2 separate regions of the Zea mays genome follow, and region 2 is linked to region 1. The links are chromatin contacts, called in public Hi-C maps. All regions are on one chromosome and are shown on one strand. The core of a region is the stretch at or near the end of the contact, and the rest is flanking DNA. Distances in the headings are between cores, read along the strand shown.

Region 1 (4,798 bases), core at 1,554-4,053:
CCCGGATCCTCTAATTATTCAGCTAAGGGCACCCCATTCCACCCTCATGGTTGCACTGTTTTCCCGGGCGGTCATCCATAGAACAGGTCCTTACGGAGAGGCACTCGAGAAACCGCTCGAGTCCCCTTGAAAACCACAAGCATAATCATAAAGAAGAACGGGAAAACAGCGTATCATAGATAATCACATCATGTTCATTGATTAGAGTTGAGCAATAGCATCAGACTAAGTAGTAATAATCCGACCCAAATAGGTAAACAAGGACATGGATAACAAAAGCTAGTCAATCCTTAGGTATAAATGTGTAATGCGGGAGGTGAATTAAAGAATGAATAGGACAGAGATAGGTCAAAGGACACTTGTCTCCACCAACCGACTGCTGCTCAGGGGCTTCTCCTGCGAATTCCTCGGGCTCTTCGACCGGATCGTTCTCTATGCGAGCGCAAACATACATACATCCATCCACATATTTAATACAAAAGAACAGTACACCATACAAGATAACAAATAAAGTGAATATGCACCAAGTATGACATTCGATAACGCATTTGTTATGGTTAGAAAGAAACGGGAAAGGTCTCGCAGGGGGTTAGATCTTATGCACTAATGACACAATTGGTTTTTAACAAAATAATTCTGTTATATATATTTATATATACTAATGGAAACCTAATCACTTTTAGTTGATCAACATTGCACAGGGTAAACAATTAACTACGTGAATCAATAACATAACGGAATTTTAAATTAAACTTCCTATTTTCCCATAGCATGAACAGTGATTAGCCTACTTAAAATACAGTAATTATGATCACAGAAAGTAAATAAAATAAAATAAAAAAAAATAAAAAAAACAGAGGGGGGGGCGGTTGAACCGGCCCTAGGGGCGGTTGAACCGGCCCGGGGGCAGGCGGCCGAGCTGGGGCGGCTGAGCGCGGGGGGCGGCCGAGCTGGGGCCGGGGGCGGTTGAGCCGGGGCCGAGGCCGGCTGAACCGGCCCGGGACAGGGGGGCGCGGCCAGGGGGCCAGGCGGCCGGGGCGCGGGCTAGGGGCGGCTGGCGGCCGGGCGGGGCGCGGCTGGGGGCGGCCAGCGGCCGGGCCAGGGCGGCCAGGGGAGCGGCCGGGGCGGGCCAGCGGCGGCCGGGCGGGGCGCGGCTGGGCGCGGCCGAGGGCCGGCCAGCGGCGGCCAGGGGCCACGGCGGGGCTGGGGCGGCTGCCGGCGCGGCCAGGGGGCGCGCGGGGGTGGGGAGAGAAGAGGGGAGGGAGGAGAGGGAGGAGGGGGAGGGGGCTCACCGGCGGGGATCGACGGCGAGGGGCGGCCGGCGGCAGGGGGCGGCGCGGCGGCCTAGGGTAGGGGGCAGGGGCGGCGGCGGCTTAGGGTAGGGGGCAGGGGCGGCGGTGGCTTAGGGTGAGGGAGAGAAAATGAGAGAAAATGAGAGGGAGGGAGAGAGAATTGGGAAAAATAGAGGGGGTGGGGGGCGGCTTGGGCCAATTGGGCCCAAGGGGGGGCGCCAGGGGGCGGCTGGGCCGGCCGGGGTCGGCCCAGGGCGCGGGAGAGAGAGAAAGGGGAGAGAGAAAGAGAGAGAAAGAAAGATAAAAGATTTTCCGCTTGTTCTCGAAATCCGATCTTTTAGATGAATGCGATTGCACTTTCAAACAACCAAAAATGCAAGGGCGGCATGGTGCATCAAACAACATAAAGTATTTAGGGTTTTTTATACATACGGGAATTCCAAACCGAATCCCGTTAAACTTTGAAAAAGGTCAAGGTTTAGCGAGGGGAAAAAGAAAAGGGAAAGGTAACGCCCGAATTTTGGCGAGTAAAGAAAAGAAAAAATTCAACTGCAAAATTCGGGGCGTTACAGGGGCGGATAGCGGCGAGCGCTGCGGAGGCAAGGGGTGCACAGTGTCCCCTAAATCGTGAACAGTGATAGGGGAGGGGTGGCGAAGGGTTCAGCGTTGCAGTCAGTCTGACGCTTAATGTGGTGGACTACTGCTCACTTCCGCCGGCTGGGAGGCCTCGCAGGGTTGGCCGTTGCGGCCGTAGGGGGCCGCCTATTGCCCCTATAGAACGGGAGGGGCAGTGGCTGCCGGAACCCACGTAGACAGTCTAAGGGCCTGTTTGGACAGGGGCCGTAGGCGCCGCAGCACGCCACACCCGCGGCGCCCGATTTGGGTGCCACACTCGCGGCAGCCGGTGTGTGGCGCGGTATGGCACCCGAGTCAGCCCACCAAACACGCTCTAAAGCCGCGTTCGGCGCCTAACGCGTTTCTCCTCGCCCTAAATTAAAAGATGCCGACTAATATGTAAGCAGATACCATTTTGCTCTGCTAGATCTAAATTCAACGGTATGCCATATTTAGCACTTAAATACTTTCACCACCTTTTTTATGTAGCTTTATAAAAAACACCCTAACAAAATATAATTAAATCTAACGTTGTATTTAGATTTAACAAAAAAAAATCTGTTTGCAGTCTTACACGGTTAGGCTGTCCGCAGTGGCGTGCGCTAAACAAAACGCTACGAACATACAGCTACACATCTAGTAAAAAACTGCTGCAGCGGATGACCCTACCAGCCACGCAAAACATACGGAAGGCACGATGAACGCTACCTGTAGCGTTCGTCCCTTTTTACTCTAAAGCTGTCCTTTTTGTCTCTGACGTGATTGGATGGCATGGGATGTGGCTGTATATGCTGTGGTGATGGTGAAAATAAATGATATAATATGTGGTAGTTGGTATAGGGTTGAGATATAGAGTAAATATGATTGCGAAGAATTACGGTATAGAGTAGAGAATCTCGCTGACAGGGACAAGATATTCCATTTAGAGAATCTCGCTGACAGGGACACCTACTTGCATCGTTTCCAAACTAAAAAAAAGTAACCGTCCCCGAAGCCCAAAGCCAAAAAAAAAACCTCCTGCAGCCTGCTCGAAACCCTCCTTCCTCCTCCTGAATTCGTCAACCGGTCTCCCAAATCGGAGCGGCAATCGGATTGTTGGGTACTTGGGTCTCGAGACTGAGCTGTGCTCCAGTCCGTGAGCTATTCGTTGATTTTTCCAGCGTGAAGGCGCCGATTTTTGGGCCGTTGGCTGTGGTGGCGGGTTCGGCGGCTCTGGATCCGGCTGTCTTCCGGCGATAGATCGGGCTATTGGAGCAGAACAATACTTCGGATTCTTGAGGTGTCCGTAGCTGCACTCGCGATGACCTTTTTTTAGGTAAATCGTTGTCTTATTGGATAAGTTCTATCTATGTATCAGCCGAGTCATAGTTAATTCTCTTTTCAGTTTTAATGGATTGCCACCATGTTCAAGCATTGTTTACATTTTAGAAGTAGTACTGCCTGGCGATTTTAGTGATATTATTTCCGTGTTCTATCTGATATAATTATGTGATGTGGCTTTGCTCATAGTTTAGTTGTGTTCGTTTCCTACATCAAACTTGTGTGATTCATTTTGCTTAGCTTGCTTTCCCCGTCGCATTCGTTGTTTACTATAGTTCGTTGCCTCTTTTGTTTGTTTCAGGAAGCCGGTTGAATTCGTAGACCTGAAGATTTATTAGCTGGCCCACGCCATTTTCGGCAATAAAATAGTCGGCTGTTTCATAGCAATTTCAGAGTCCTTCTCAATCTTCTGAAGAAGCGAGCATACGCCACTGCTTTGCTGGCTTTGACCTCGGAGGCGATCCCTTGCTGTTCTTATTGACTCGGCTTTCGCCTCCGTTGCTGCCTACCCCTGGTTGCTGTCATAGCCACAGGGCCTCGGTTCACTGCCGTTGTCCGCTTCTTCTTCTCCTGCCGCTGCTCCTTCGAGTTTTTTGCAGGCCTCGCTCTCAGCTGCTGGGCTACTGCTTAGTTTCTTCAAAGGTATGTACGCTCCTTACGGCACGATCTGAGTGAACTTGATGAGCTTCGGCTGGACTCTGGGATGGATGGTCTCGCTTCGCTGATCTGTGGATTTGGACCATCATGCTGAGATGTTAGGGGTGAAGTGAAAGATCTGTTTGCCCTTTGCTTGATCAGAAGCGAAGGTGGTGGCGCCTCAGTTGTTCGTGTACCAGGATCCGAATCATTTTCCCCTCGGATTGGGGATTAGGTTTTGGTCATAGAATCTGTAGCTGTTGCTATAACGATGGTATGCCGTCGCTGGTGATCTGGTGGCCAGTCTATAAATTCAGGGCTAGGTTTGCTCTGTTCGACTGACAAGTGCCTGCTGTTGATGATCTAGAGTTCAGCTTGTAAATTCGAGGCCAGACTTGTGCAGTTATGACGAGGAGGGCTCTAATTGCAGTTACGATCGTTTGATCTAATCTGCGTTAGCTTTGTTTTGTTGATTTTCCTTTGAGAGAAACCCCCCCTGAATCAGCTTGGTTTAACACGTGCCAGAACTTAACTTGGCTTTATCAACTTAGCATAGCAGAAGCTTCCGAATTCTGTTGTATGTTCTCATCAATCCATACACTGCCACTTTGTTCTAGTCAGCTTAACCTCTCTATTTTCTTCTCGCTTGTTGTAGGTTTGTGTTGGAGGATAAGAGGGTTACATGCAATGGCCCTTGAGGCAAAACAAGCTGCTCTGTGTTTCAAGGAAGTTTTGAGGTTATCCATTAGAAAAAGCTATAGATTTGTTTCAGAACACCCTATCCTTTTCGGTTTGGGTGTTTTTCTCTATCTATTCTACAGATCTTCACCAAGGCTCTTTGTGTTCCTGCTTTCTTCTTCACCTGTAAATATATGCACTGCTCTTCTTCTTGGAATCCTACTGAGTTATGGAGAAGTTAATCTTCCTGAGGCCAG
Region 2 (4,798 bases), core at 761-3,260, 160 kb before region 1:
TAATACTAGCTACACAATATAAATATAAACATTATGTGCATATAGTTGATTAAAGTTAACTTTAGAAAACGAAGAAAGGTCAACTATTTTAGAACCGAATGGGTAAAAATAGCTAAGACGAGACAGAATTATAATTGACCGGGGCATGTGCAGTTTCCCCTCCGGGCCTGGCACGCAGGGCTCCTCACCACGTGCAACCCCCGGAATTAGCAGCAGCGCCTCCATGCATATGCATGGCTCCATCACCCACCAGAGTACCAGACATCGGGCCGGGCTGTTCGCTTCGTCCACCCATGTCATGTACATGGATGGGATTAGATCGGAGTAGCGATGCACACGGTTCCTCTGCCCCAGAAGCAAAGCCATAGGGGAATTGCCTGCGCGGCGCCCTCTCTCCTTTTGCAGCTTCCGTCGCAGATTCGGCGGACGGTGCTTTCGTTTCGTGGTCGCACACTCGCACGCTGCCTCTGCCTGTAGCGAGTATATGCGTATGCGTGCGTGCATGCCATGGTTGACTTGTCCGCAAGAGCTGCCGCCCGCCGGCCTATTCCTACCACTACTATCTTTTCAGAACCCGAGCAGCGCGAGAGGAAGTGACGAGCGCGCGAGATCGATCACCCGTGAGCTGGTGCGTTGTTTCTCCGCTAGATTCGTGTTCCACTGCTGCTGGTGATCGATTTAGAACCAAGCTAAGCTATAGATAGTCGAGTACCTAGGATCGAGAGCATGCTTTTGTTTATCCCATTCGATCGTGAGAGCTCGTATATATTCTACCTAATACACACGATACGTGCTCTACTAGTCTCAAATCAAAAAAAAAAAAAAAGAGGAACGGGGAAAAGGCCACACTACACTACACTACGGGAGAAAGCAACGTGCTCTACTAGCGGTAAGCGAGGAAAAGGTACCGTCACTACTATGAAAGGAAACAAGAGTCTCTAGAGGCCTGTTTGGTTCACTACCTCAGTTGCCACACTTTGCCTAACTTTTCTGCCTAAGGTTAGTTATTCAATTCGAACGACTAACCTTAGGCAAAGTGTGACACATTTAGCCACAAACCAAACAGGCCTATCTGGCATAAATAAAGGCCTCGCTCCCTTCGCTTTGAGCAAATTGGTGGAGTTTGTTTTAATTTGGGCGTTTAATTGGAGGGTATCTTCTCGCTCGTGCACGACCTGAGAATAAGGTATATTCACCGTCTCGTCGTCTAGGTTCTGCTAGCTGCATGCCGCACACACACATTTTTTTTAAAAAAAGAAGGGATTCCGTAAGTGCCACTCGACTATCTTTCTCGATTAAACTACTAATGTATATATAATCGCCTTTTATGATGCGACAACTTTCTCTTAACACAATTACTAATTGTCTATGAGTTTATTGGATTAAATATGTACGAAACTGTAAGTGTTGTTTCATCTCTATATTTTATTTTGTCCGATGTAACGTCTTAAAAAATAATCTCACATAATTCTGCACTTAAAATAGCCCAAGCAGGCAAAGAGACTTCCCAGACTTGTAGCTGGAACAATTTAGTCAGTAGCGAGGAGTTCCAGAGTTCACAGCAACAGTTTGGTCGACCGTAACCATAGCAAGACTACAGAAAATTCGGAGGAGTGGCATGGAAAACTTTCCACGAAAAGTTTGTACCTCCGAAATGTAGGATAATGCTACGAGAGCCTATGACCTATATATATACGGGTTTCTTTGATTTTTTTTTCTTTTGGTCATTCAGCCTGTCATTCTGAGAAGCACGACTTCACGAGGCACGAACAAAAAAAGGGGGGAAATAAAAATTATATCAGTATTCCGAAATAAATAAAAGGCACAAGAAAGAAAAGAAAAGAAAAGAAAATAGGGGCCTCGAAGTTGAAGTAGAGAGAGAAAATAGGTGCCCATACGCCCACGCCCAATAGGCTTCTCTGGCGCTGTACCTTTCAGCTTTATAATCTGCCCCCCAAGCAAATCCCACAGCCAGGCTCGCCCACTCTCTCCCTCCCCCCTCCTCTTCCTCTCTCTCTCTATCTCTCTCTCAGTCTCTCTCTTCCTCCTCAAAACTCTCTCTCCCAGCACTGAAAATTCTCCACATACTCTGCTGCTGCTAAGTGGTGGCATCTCGTTTAGGCGAGATCCCCCTCCTCCCCCGCTTTCCACTCCTCTCCTCCACCCTAGTCGACTCCTTCCCTGCAATCCGCTGGCCGGCTCACAGTACCAGAGGAGTCCACCGGAGGAGCTCAGCTAGACTCCCACCCTGGTGGCTCGATCGGCACCGGCCGCTGCCTGCGAGACTCCGCCAGGTAGATCCTGCCCTCTCGCTGAATTCCGATTCCCTTTCGGCGTCCACGTGACGGTCTGAGGCGTGGGGGGAGTGCTGAATTTTGGCCTCCTCGTCCTTCTACGTCCCAATTCTGCCCGGACCCGCCGAGAATTGCCCGTTCTCGGGACGCCGGGCGTGCTGTTCACGGCATGCGGTGCTTTGATCTGTGAATTCTGGGAGACGGAACCACCTTTTCTCTCTCGCCTTTACCCGAAATCTCCTGTAAACTGTGGGTGACAGTGATACCACTCTCTGCCTGGGTGTTCCGTTCTTAAGATCAAGTGCTGGACAGTCTAGTCTAGCCGTTAACTAAGTCCTTGCTTCCTTTTTTTTTCACTCTCTCTGCTGGATTGGGGAATTTGGTGGTTTCCATCTACCAGTAAATCAGTAATGCTCCTTTCATGCTTATTATCTTGGATATAATTCAAGTGGTAATCTGCTGATCCTGCTTCCACTCTGTTCCGTGCAATACCCTAACAGCGCGCGATGTACCGGGTGAAGAGCGAGGGGGAGGGCGAGGGCGAGGGCGACTGCGAAATGATGCTGCAGGAACAGATGGACTCGCTGGTGGCCGACGACGTCAGCAGCGGAGGAGGGTCGCCTCACAGGGGCGTCGGCACGCCCCTGAAGAAGGGGCCATGGACGTCCGCGGAGGACGCCATCCTGGTGGACTACGTTAAGAAGAACGGCGAGGGCAACTGGAACGCGGTGCAGAAGAACACCGGGCTGTTCCGCTGCGGCAAGAGCTGCCGCCTCCGGTGGGCGAACCACCTCAGGCCCAACCTCAAGAAGGGGGCCTTCACCCCCGAGGAGGAGCGCCTCATCATCCAGCTCCACGCCAAGATGGGGAACAAGTGGGCGAGGATGGCTGGTCACGTAAGTGCCATGTCCAGTATTTGATTCCCTGTTCTGCACATCGGTATTTCGTATTTCATCTGCACATGCCGAATACTTGATTCCCTGCTCTGTGTGTTCGTTGGGTCTTTATTACGTACGTGCAGTCTTTAATTCAAGATGTGTATATCTGTAGTTATATTTAGCGAACTATTCTATTTCGCGTCACGTACTGGAACTGTAATGATTTGTCCATATTGCTAAATGTTGATGTTCTGCAGTAACTTATCTGATTTCCCACTTGAATTAAGTAAATACCGATCTTTTGGTTCAAAATTTAGGGTGCTCACGTTCCTGTAGCAACCTGCTCAAATCCTCCTGGCTCCTGGTATAAAAGATTCTGGTGCACAAGTGCTAATTTTCTAGTATCACTCCTGACCTGATGTGTAATACCAAGCCTTGATCACTTTCAAATATCTTTTTAGCTTTGACCTTCAACTCCATATGACTTGTCATTGTTACTCTTTTATGGATAAAGACGTCGTAGGTAGTCATATTCAAAGGTAGGAATACTTCACCTGAGCAGCAAAGGTAGGCAGATAGCTATTGCAGACTCTGACTCTAATTTCTGTCACTAAAATCACGTTAACCCTTGATACCAACTTTTTCTTGAAATTTCACAATCATCTGGAGGGCACTCAACAGGAGCCATTAATAGAGCAGGTCATTAGATGCTTCAGAAAATCATGGAGCTGGAGCTGTAAACCTTTAAAAGATATTTAGATAAGTCATTTTGTTTATTATTTAGATTAAAAATATTTTTAAAACTAATTAAATTGATATTAAAAAGTACAGCTCCACACTAGAGCTGGAACCTGGAGCTATCCCAAACACCCCTTAATATGCCTTACCTGTGTGTATATGTTCCTAGGGACTTCCTATTTTTACCCTGAACAATTTGTACATATATTTTTCTATACTGGCGTCATTAACCTTGAACACTCTTCTCAGTTGCCAGGGCGTACTGACAATGAGATCAAGAACTACTGGAACACTCGAATAAAGAGATGTCAACGAGCTAGCCTTCCTATTTATCCTGCTAGTGTATGCAATCAATCTACAAATGAAGATCAGCAACTGTCTGGTAATTTTAACGGTGGCGAGAATATATCCAATGATCTTCTATCTGGGAACAGCCTTTATCTGCCAGATTTTACCAGTGACAATTTCATTGCGAACCCAGAGGCTTTATCCTATGCACCACAGTTGTCAGCTGTTTCAATAAGCAATTTGCTCGGCCAAAGCTTTGCATCAAAAAGTTGTAGCTTCATGGATCAGGTTGACCAAGCGGGGATGCTGAAACAATCTGGCTGTGTGCTTCCTGCATTGAGCGATGCCATTGACAGTGTGCTTTCCTCAGCTGATCATTTTTCAAATGACTCTGAGAAGCTCAGGCAGGCTTTAGGTTTTGATTATCTGAATGAAGCCAATGCTAGCAGCAAGAGTATTGCACCTTTCGGGGTTGCACTTACTGGCAGCCATGCCTTTTTAAATGGCAATTTCTCTGCTTCTAGGCCCACAAATGGTCCTTTGAAGATGGAGCTCCCTTCACTCCAAGATACTGAATCTGATCCAAATAGCTGGCTCAAG

The links. A called contact is a pair of places that touch in the nucleus more often than the background predicts.
Region 2: a Hi-C map of ear shows a contact between it and region 1, with 2.9 times the contacts expected there. The contact joins the promoter of LOC100191731 here to the promoter of LOC103651090 in region 1. A contact is called at or near these places in 7 of 25 Hi-C or Micro-C datasets (bundle sheath, ear, endosperm and 2 more).

What each region holds. Positions count from the first base shown.
Region 1 is chr3:191,946,105-191,950,902 of Zm-B73-REFERENCE-NAM-5.0, reverse strand. It overlaps LOC103651090 (Ulp1 protease family C-terminal catalytic domain containing protein expressed), which reads left to right and starts at 2,803. Exons shown (of 3, transcript XM_020550438.2): 1 at 2,803-3,222; 2 at 4,519-4,798. The coding sequence starts at 4,551.
Region 2 is chr3:192,103,338-192,108,135 of Zm-B73-REFERENCE-NAM-5.0, reverse strand. It overlaps LOC100191731 (MYBGA transcription factor), which reads left to right and starts at 2,010. Exons shown (of 4, transcript NM_001137160.1): 1 at 2,010-2,294; 2 at 2,795-3,190; 3 at 4,160-4,798. The coding sequence starts at 2,801.